Linked DNA regions of Mus musculus: region 2 is linked to region 1. Evidence: chromatin contacts called from public promoter capture Hi-C data. All regions are on one chromosome and are shown on one strand. Each heading gives the region's core, a stretch centred on a gene start, on an enhancer-like site or on the middle of the called end of the contact. The rest is flanking DNA. Distances are from core to core; before and after follow the strand shown. Region 1 holds the start of Lhx1 (LIM homeobox protein 1). Region 2 has its middle 49 kb from the start of 1700109G15Rik.

Region 1 (3,984 bases), core at 633-3,132:
GGCAAGCGAGAGCTGCAACCCCGAGGCTGCTCCACCTCTCCCTCGCCTTGTTAGGGCTGCTGAGCTGAAGCCATCTCAGACCCTTTCTTCCCAGGCGCGGGCAGCCAAACCCGGACCACGCTTTCCAGAACCAAGTACTACAGCTGATGTGTTTATAAAAAGATAAAGAGAAAATTAATATATCTCGCAATACCGACTAGCTTCCTAAAAGGTAGAAGCGGGAAAAGACTGGGCTGCCCTAGTAAAAGGCAGCTCCTAACGCGGCTGCTAGAGCCACACAGACCTCTGATCCGAAGCTGGCCTGGAAGGGCCCATGGGGAAGGAGCAACAGAGGCGCGGGAGGGAAGTACTCACCGGAAGAAGTCGTTTTTACAGTAGAGCTTGCCTTCCCGGGAGAAGCACTTCTCGGTCAGGTTGCATTTACATTCACAGCACTGGACGCACTTGACGTGCCAGGCCCTGTCCAACACGTTCAAGAGGAAACGGTCCAGGATGGGCCTTTTGCAGCCCGCACAGTGCACCATGGTCTTTGGTTTGGTCCGGTGAGGCCCGGAGCGACAGGGCAATTAGAGTCGAGGGGATGACTTCTGAAGACAACCAGCTCCTCCAAAAAGAAGAAACCCTCTCTAGTTGGGCAAGCAAAAAACCCGTACTAGCAAATCAAAAGGGGGAGAGACCAGGCTGGTAGAGGGCAGCCCCGGAGTCCCGGGGCAACGGGATGGAGCAGCGCCACCTCAGCTCACCGGGCGAGGAAAATCAGTCTCAAGCGGGCTAGAAAGCGGCTCTTCTGCTCAAAGCCCGCGAAGGAGTGAAGGTCACCGTGAGAGGCGGCGGGACGTAAATAAATAAAATGGAAACAGACGAAAAGGAAGACGCCAAGAGCTCAGGATTCGGGAAAGCTGGGTTCTCTCCAGCTTGAGGTAGAGCTGTCAGAAGTCAAAGTGCATCTGCTTTTGTCAGAGTATGAAGGCAGGTTGTGTGCGTGTCAGACTGCCCACCACCGGGTTTTCCCCTTTAAAAAAAACACGGAAAGAAAAGAACACGGGAGTAGAAAGCTTTGGATCCTACATTGCCGGTTTCTTGCAGTGAGTTGGGACGCTCTGGGCGCCCGCGCTGGGCCTGGGGAGGGGGCGGGGGCAGACCGAGGTGTGGGGGAGATGGCGGGTTGGGTAGGATATTTTGTTGATTGTAGTTGTTGCTTAGGTAGCCCCCACCCCTTTGGAGAGTTTTCTTTTTTGTGCCAGTCAAAAATGGAAAGGGACCGTCCGCTTCGGGCGGACGCAGCCGGGCGCACTCGCTCGCTCCCCACCGCCCCAGCCCTGTCACCTCGGCCGGTGGCCTGCCAGGCAGTCTGCCGCGTCCTCCGAGCGGCCCTCCCTGCGCTTGGACTCCTGGGGAGGCAACACGGTCTGGCTCTTCACTGCGCCTGGACGAGCATCCTGGCTTCAGTCACAACTCGCGGCCGCTTGGGCGCGCAGCCTTGCATCGCTCGGCCCACGATCCCGCTGCCTGTGTTCCGGCCCCACAGTCGCTCGACTTTTTTTTTTTTCCTTGTCCCCCCCACCTCTCTTTTTGTGCGGTGGCAAATCTGGGTTTTCTTTCTAGTCTCCTTCCTTTCTTTTTCCCTCCCTTTTTCTTTTCCTTGGTCAACGCGAGAAGCCAGGGGAGGGGGCGTCTTGGAGAGCTTTAGAATGTCCTGGGGCTGCGGCTATAGAAGGCCAGCGGCTGGAACAGTTTGGCGCGGATTGCCGGTGTCGCTGTCCGGCCCGCGGGTTCCTTGTTGGCTCTCCCCAGGCGCGCGTCCCTCGGTCCCTAGTCTCCTGGCCCAGTCTTCCGCGCGTCTCTCCCCAGCTCCAGCGGCTCGGTCACTGCTCCTGGCTGTTGGCTGAGCCCTGGAAGCCCCCTCGCCTTAATGCAGCGCCCGCCGACGTCACGGCAGTCTGTGACCAATCAGCGCCTCGCGGTCCTTCTGTAAACCATTCTGCGTCCCCCCCGGCCGGGGAGAATGCGGGGAGACCGCGTTTAGAGGATCAGTGGCGGCGGGCCCGCGCGGTGCCGGCGACTAGCAGCGAGATGTCCTGGCCCCTTCCAGGTTTGGTAAGACGTCCGTTTCGGCATCAAGGATTGACAGTAGGCGGGAGGAAGCGCGGAAAGGAGGCGCGGAGGAAGTCAGAGTTCTGGGTGGGGGTAAAAGCAAACCTATATATTTAAAAAGACTTGTTGGGATTAGATTGCAGCGAGATCTGGAAGCTTGGGAGGTCCTAGTACACTGGTTTTGCAAATCACTAGGTGTTGATAGCCCGCCCCTTGTTCGTTTGGCCTGGAAATTGCCCCCGGCGTAGCTCGAGTCTAAGGAGAGGTAGGGGGCGCTTGGCAGCGTAATCTCGCCTTCTGTCTGTTTCGGTGCCTCCTCCCCCTGTCCATCCAAAGTCCACCCGGCAGGGAGTCTGGGAGACACGAGTGTCGATCTCCCGCTGCGCTCACTTGCAAAGTTGATTCGGGCGATTTCCTGATGGGGGCGGGAGAAACCGGAGGCCCGGCGCCAGGGTGGGAGAAAGAGTGGGTGGGGAAGCGCTTCGGGTGAGGAGCTCCAACTCTGGCAAGAAGTTGTGAGAAAATTGTGATCCGGAGACACCTTTTACAAACAAAAACAAATGACTAGGTGGGAAACGGCGGGGCTCCCGCAGCTGGGGGGAGGTGGTAGCAGCGGGGGACTGCACCGTAGCAGCAGGGGAGGGAGGCTTGTGGCGCACTGACCGAATATGCCTGGCTCCCATTCCGGTCGTCCCTTTTCCAGGCTTCGAACAAGTTCCTTTCTTCGGACGTCAACCGACCTACCAGAGTTTATTCCTTAGGAATGTTACACTTTCCCAATTCTGTCCACGTTGTAAATTCCTGGCCACCTTCTTTGGGGGACGGCGACGAATCTGCCTAAGTGTGGAAATCGATGCGGGTCCTGAAGGCTTGAGCTTTAAAGAGTATTCTAGTTCCCAGGAGCACTCAAGTTAAGCATAGCAGCCCCCCCTCCCCCAAGCTTAACCCAAACATCTCAAAGTGGTGCCACTTCTGCTCTTATTTGGGGGAGGTGCTAGGAAAGCCCATTTGATCAAACTTGGAAGGACCCTGCAGCCAAATCTAGATGGAATTTCAGAATCTGTCTTTAGAGTTATTTCATCTATGAGCCTAGCAGATCTTCTACAGGGCTAAATTAGGAGAAAAGTGTGCAGAAACGCGGTTGGACTGGCAGTGAATCCGCATCCACTAACACAATACCCTTTTCCAGCGAAGAGAGAAGAAGCTGTTACGAATCTAGCTTTTGTTTGATGAGGTTGTTGGGTTTTTATAGGGCTGTGCCAATGACCCCTTTTCTCTCTCTTGCACCACCTGGCAACCCCGAAACTCATCAGCAGCTCTGGCCTTCCCACCCGCATGATCTTTGCTTTGTAAATCCAACCCGCCACGGCCTGCTTCACACGCCTTCTTAGAGATTTGCTCCCACCCCACCCCCGACCTCTGAGTGCGGGACCTCTAAAGCATTCTCGGTACCCCTGTCCACATACCCATTCCCATGGAGCGGCTGTGGACCAAAGTAGTGCAGCCAATAGTTCTCAAGCATAAATCCCTCTCCTGGTCCTTCCTAGGCTTAGACTCAGGGCTGATCAGGGTAAGAAGGCGACCTTCCCACCTAAAGGGCAGGTTTGGACTGAGCGCCGGCGATTTTCCTGCGAGCCCAACACTTCCTAGAACAAGTCGATTAATACCCAGAATTCAGACACCCCAGGAAGAGCCAAGTGAGGAGCGCGAGATCCTGTTATCCCGAAGACACCCAAGCGGCTGCCAAAAAGAAGGGGCCGTTGGTCCCTTTGCTCTCCATTTCCAGCTGTTCCAGAACTAGCTGCTATCTCTCTGGACTCACCAGCCCCTCTAGGAAATCTGTGAGTCGCCCAGGTCGCCAGCGGCTCACACCCCGCGCTGCTGGGTTAC
Region 2 (4,517 bases), core at 1,242-3,741, 150 kb after region 1:
CTTTACATCAGCCATACTGCATCTGTCTGGGCCTCACTGACTTACCAACACATTCATTGGTACAGACTCCATCTTCCCACCTCTCCACAACTTATCCCTACCTCTGCAAAGAAGAGTAGGAGTCGTCTGCCTTGATGCACCTACTAGTAACCTTTATCCAAACCCCTCCTGTAACAGGGAGCTCATGCCATAGATGTTAGAAAGGGGAAGGGTGGTGGTGTATAGTGTCTGAGTGGTGGAGTACCAGCAGCAGGGTACTTGCTTAGCACAGAGAGAGCCTAGGTTCAAAGCCAGCACTGCTACAGAAAGCAGAGGGAAGGAGGCAGGACCATCTAGGACATCTGGGCATCTACACATATGGGCATGTGAACACACACACACAAATAAATAAATGAATGAATGAATAAGCAAATAAATAGGACATCAAAAACCTCTTACACCAGTTTATCTAAGCATATGCAAATGTGTGCATACTTATATAAATATGAACATATCCTGCATGCATAGGCATGCTCTCTCTGGAAGGCTCCATGGTAAGGCAACCCCCTAGTCATTGTTCCCAGTAGGAGCCATGGGCACAGCAGTGGGGGTCCCTTAGCTTTCCACTGTCACTCACCTCCACCTTTTGAAGGTGCGCACAGTTAATATGTGGAATGCTTCCAAGGCTACAATTCTAGGCCTCACACTCCTCTATCTCTAGAGACATCAGCACGGAGACTCCAGCCCCGGGGAAGATGGGATTGTGGGATACTCCAGTCTAGCTAGCCTTCTCAGACTCCAGAGGGCTCAGTGGACATCAGCCATCCTCAGTAGCACCTGGTCCAGGTAGAGCCCAGCACGACCAAGTCGGCCACTGAATATCTGTCCAGGTAGGTGTTACTAAAAGGTCACCCTGACTATTTTAGTCTCTGTACACTGCTGCCTCCATGTACTCTGTTTCTGTGTACTTGGACCATCCCAGTGCCTGGGAAGTTCTCGCTTGAGTCTAGCCTGCATCCTCCTTGTTCTGTCAATGGAGTGATAATTGTGGGGGGGGGGAAGTGATGTTGATTAAGAGCCACAGTGAATTTCCTACACCCCCCCCAGCTCCTAGGATGGAGGAGAACACTACTGTTGCCAATTACCCTACCAGAGCCCCACCCCCCTTTTCCATCTAGATTCCAGGCCCTTAACTGGTGATTTACAGGGCCAGAAAAGCTGAGCTTCAGGAGTTGGAAGCTGCATCACGGAGGGAATGCTCTACCAGATCAGGGCAGAGACCCCAGGCATCCACCAACACTCCTCTATGTGTAAGCGTGGCTCTTCTGCCTCCTGGATTGTTTAATCCACGCTACACTGTGATCCTTCACCTGCCCTATTCCCTCCAGGCTCTCTGCATCAGGAGACTCCAGGGGAGAAGGCCAGGAAGTGTTGGCTCCCATAGATACTCAGGACACAGCACTGGCTTTGACTCCGGTTTTCTGTCTGTCTGGGTGAGATGATGCAGGGATGAAGGGTGCTGCTGGAGGAAGGATGGGTCCTCCAAGGCCTGCTAGACCCAAGGAAAACAATCTAGCCTGCATTCTTTCCCACTCATTGACTGGATCGAGTGCTCCTTCCCTCATTCATTCACAACCAGCGGCTCCCAGACTGCACAGCGGGCATGCATGGAAGGCTCCCATGGAATAAGCTGGAAACCCCAGATGCCCTCCCTGGCCTCAGGCCACTAGACAGTGCTGGAAAACGGCACTGAGTTGCAGTCCAGCAGATGGACTTGACCCTGCTGCTCTGGTGGCTTCGGACATCCCCTTGGATGAAGGTCTGACCCTTTGTCAGTTCCTTCACTTGTGAAATGGGGGGCTGTACCAGGGTGTCTAAGGCTTTGGGGGAGCATGAATTTTAGTAGGAATCCATTTTAGGCCCTAAGATAGTGCTCACAGAACTGAGCCCATAACCCTTCTGCACTAAAACTTATATTGCCCCCAGCAATCCCATTCCAAAAAGAGGGGCCATGTGAGGCCTTAGCTCACAAAGAGGTACAGCTGCAGTTTCTGCAGTCACCTCACCTCAGAGCTGTCACTCAAGCAACAGACCCCAGCATTACAACCAGTAGTGTGGGGACTCCTCCTCCTCTCTGATCCATTGTCCCCAGAAATTAAGGTCTTCACTGACGAGGGGGGCTTCTTAGGCCCAGAGCCTCTCTGGCCCAGTTGCCCAATTCGGCCTGCACGCTCAGTTCCAGGAGGACTGAGGAGCCAGCAGCTTCCGAGGGGAGATGGCCAGGGACTGTGCACTTCTTGTCCACCTGGTAGTGTATAAGTGTCAGGCCGCCCTCTCATACAGTGAGAAAGGTGAAGAAACACTGGGACTAAAGGAACAGCTGTCACAGCTCCAAGAAATTGCCTCTGGAGCTGAAGCAGTTCTGCCTGACTGGACAGATGTGGGCCGCAGCTGTGGGCAGTACACAGGGGCCTGTGCCTCTTCCCGTGCCAAGTATGGCTTTTCTCCAGGAGTCCCAAGGCCTCTGTTTTTCTAGTGATCTCATCATGAGATAATCATGAAGGCTTAGCTGCTAAGCCAGGCCCTGGCCAAGCCAAGCATTCTTCCCATAGCCCTTCGGTTCCCCAACGCACCAGCCCTTAGAGCTGCGGCCCTCCCTCAGGCCCACAGAGAAGGAAGGGCAGTTCAACCTTGGCTAAGGTTGAAAGGCTTAGCCAAGAGACAGAGTGTAGCTTCCAGCCTCTATCTACGCTGGTTCTTGGAATTAGGAGGGGTTGTATCTTTGTTCCATTGCTCACATGAGAAAAAGGGGCCCAGAGACAGAGAGGAGACACGCCCCCATCAGGGTCACACAGCTAGATAGAAGCCATCTTGTTGCTCCAGTTGGGTTTCCTGGGGGCTTTCCTGGGCTCTAGACCACATCCAGCCGTTGCCCGCTGAGCGACACAGCAGAACAGGGGGCTTGCCCTTCTCCCCACCTTGATCTCAATTCTGCCTGGGAGAAGCCACAGCCACCACACTCTAGGAAGCAGTTCCAGGACCAGGGGCCAGAGACTGTCTAGTCCCAGCAGGTCCATAACAGTGAACTGGGGTTTTCAATGTTCTGAATCCTAGAAAACAAATAGGACTCAAACCACATTCATTCCCTCAAGCCACAAGTGGCTTTCTGCCTGGAGAAGATACTTTGTCTTTTAAAATCTATACTCTCCAGGACTGGGTCTAGTTTCTTCCATCAGTCTGGAAGGTTCTCCCAGGCCAGAGCTGGTCACCCTCACCTGGATATAAGTTCTCCTAGCATGGGAACTGTGTTTCTCTCATGTGACTGGGGTTCCCCAAAACCAGTGCAGAGTGGCTGTTATGAAATTAGCTACTTCCAAGAATACATCCCTCAACAGACTAGCTACCCTCTAAGAACATGTCTCTCCCTTCAGACTGAGTTGGACTCCCATGTCCCCATCCAGCCTGTTCTTATCCTGGGCACAGCTAATTTGGTCCTTCTCCTAGAATGGAGCTTTGGGTGACAGGGGGAACTCCCTCTACCCCTTCACCCCATCTCCAACTGGGGGCCTGTCTCAGACCAGCAAGGCCCACAGTCTTCCTCCCCCTGACCGCCACCCCCACTGGGCAGCCCAGCGCCCCCTGACCCCTCGGCCTTCCATCATGGGGGATCTATAACATTTACAATCCCCAAACAAAAGCCCCTGAGAGCCGAGGACAGAATTCATCTTCCCAACTGACAAGCCCCGTTAATTAACGACTTGGAAATCGATGACGAGGAGGGACAGGCAGCAAATGACACCTCATCGTGGGCCAAGAGGAGGGAGGAAATGTCTGGGGACTGGTGGACACGCACCGTGGGGCTGGCCCAGCGCCTGGGAGAGCCACCGCCCCCATCTGTCTCTGTCACTTCAAAGGCCATCGACTACCTTCCAAGCTAGAAATTCTCATTTCCCACTGTGTCAGACCCTCCAGAGAAAAGGGTGAGGGTTGCACCCGAGGAGTGTAAGCAAAGTACTTTAAGGAAGACCTACTACGCGCAGGCATGGTGCTGGATGTTCCTCACACTTTGAAGGCCTGGAGGCAACAGTGCAAGGTAGATTTCCTACACTGACCTTAGAGATAAGACAATCAAGCAGTTGACTAACCTTGGGGATGTTTTTATATGTCTGTTGTGATGACAGAAGGAAAGAACGGGATTTGTGAGAGCAAAAGGTCTGAAACCAGGTTCAGTTAGAGGGCTCCGTGGGGAAAATCTGATGAGCTGAGTCCGATCTCCACAACTCATGTTGTGGGACTCAAGAACCAACTCCTTTTTTTGTTTGTTTGTTTGTTTTGTTTTTCGAGACAGGGTTTCTCTGTGGAGCCCTGGCTGTCCTGGAACTCACTTTGTAGACCAGGCTGGCCTTGAACTCAGAAATCAGTCTGCCTCTACCTCCCAAGTGCTGGGATTAAAGGCGTGTGCCACCATGCCCGGCAGAAGAAATAACTCTTAAAGGTTATCCTCTGACCTCAACACAGTCATGTGGTATGCACCTGCA

The links. Promoter capture Hi-C pulls out the DNA fragments that hold promoters and counts their contacts.
Region 2: a contact with region 1 is called in a promoter capture Hi-C map of neural stem cells. The contact joins the enhancer-like site here to the promoter of Lhx1 in region 1. A contact is called at or near these places in 2 of 39 promoter capture datasets (cranial neural crest and neural stem cells), 1 of 484 Hi-C or Micro-C datasets (nephron progenitors), 12 of 115 datasets of contacts at active chromatin or transcription factors (the 230-238 cell line, bone marrow-derived macrophages, embryonic basal ganglia and 8 more) and 3 of 9 other capture datasets (adipose tissue, embryonic stem cells and pancreatic islet).

The regions. Positions count from the first base shown.
Region 1 is chr11:84,523,652-84,527,635 of GRCm38.p6, forward strand. It overlaps Lhx1 (LIM homeobox protein 1), which reads right to left and starts at 1,883. Exons shown (of 5, transcript NM_008498.3): 1 at 355-1,883. The coding sequence starts at 524. It overlaps Lhx1os (LIM homeobox 1, opposite strand), which reads left to right and starts at 2,009. Exons shown (of 4, transcript NR_038057.1): 1 at 2,009-2,097.
Region 2 is chr11:84,669,285-84,673,801 of GRCm38.p6, forward strand. No RefSeq gene overlaps it. Among named protein-coding and RNA genes, the nearest start is that of 1700109G15Rik, 49 kb to the right of the region's middle. Within about 2 kb of position 2,492, at least 6 of the 459 cell types and tissues checked have an H3K27ac peak or open chromatin away from gene starts, as enhancers often do. A contact at or near this core is called in neural stem cells, where this site is marked.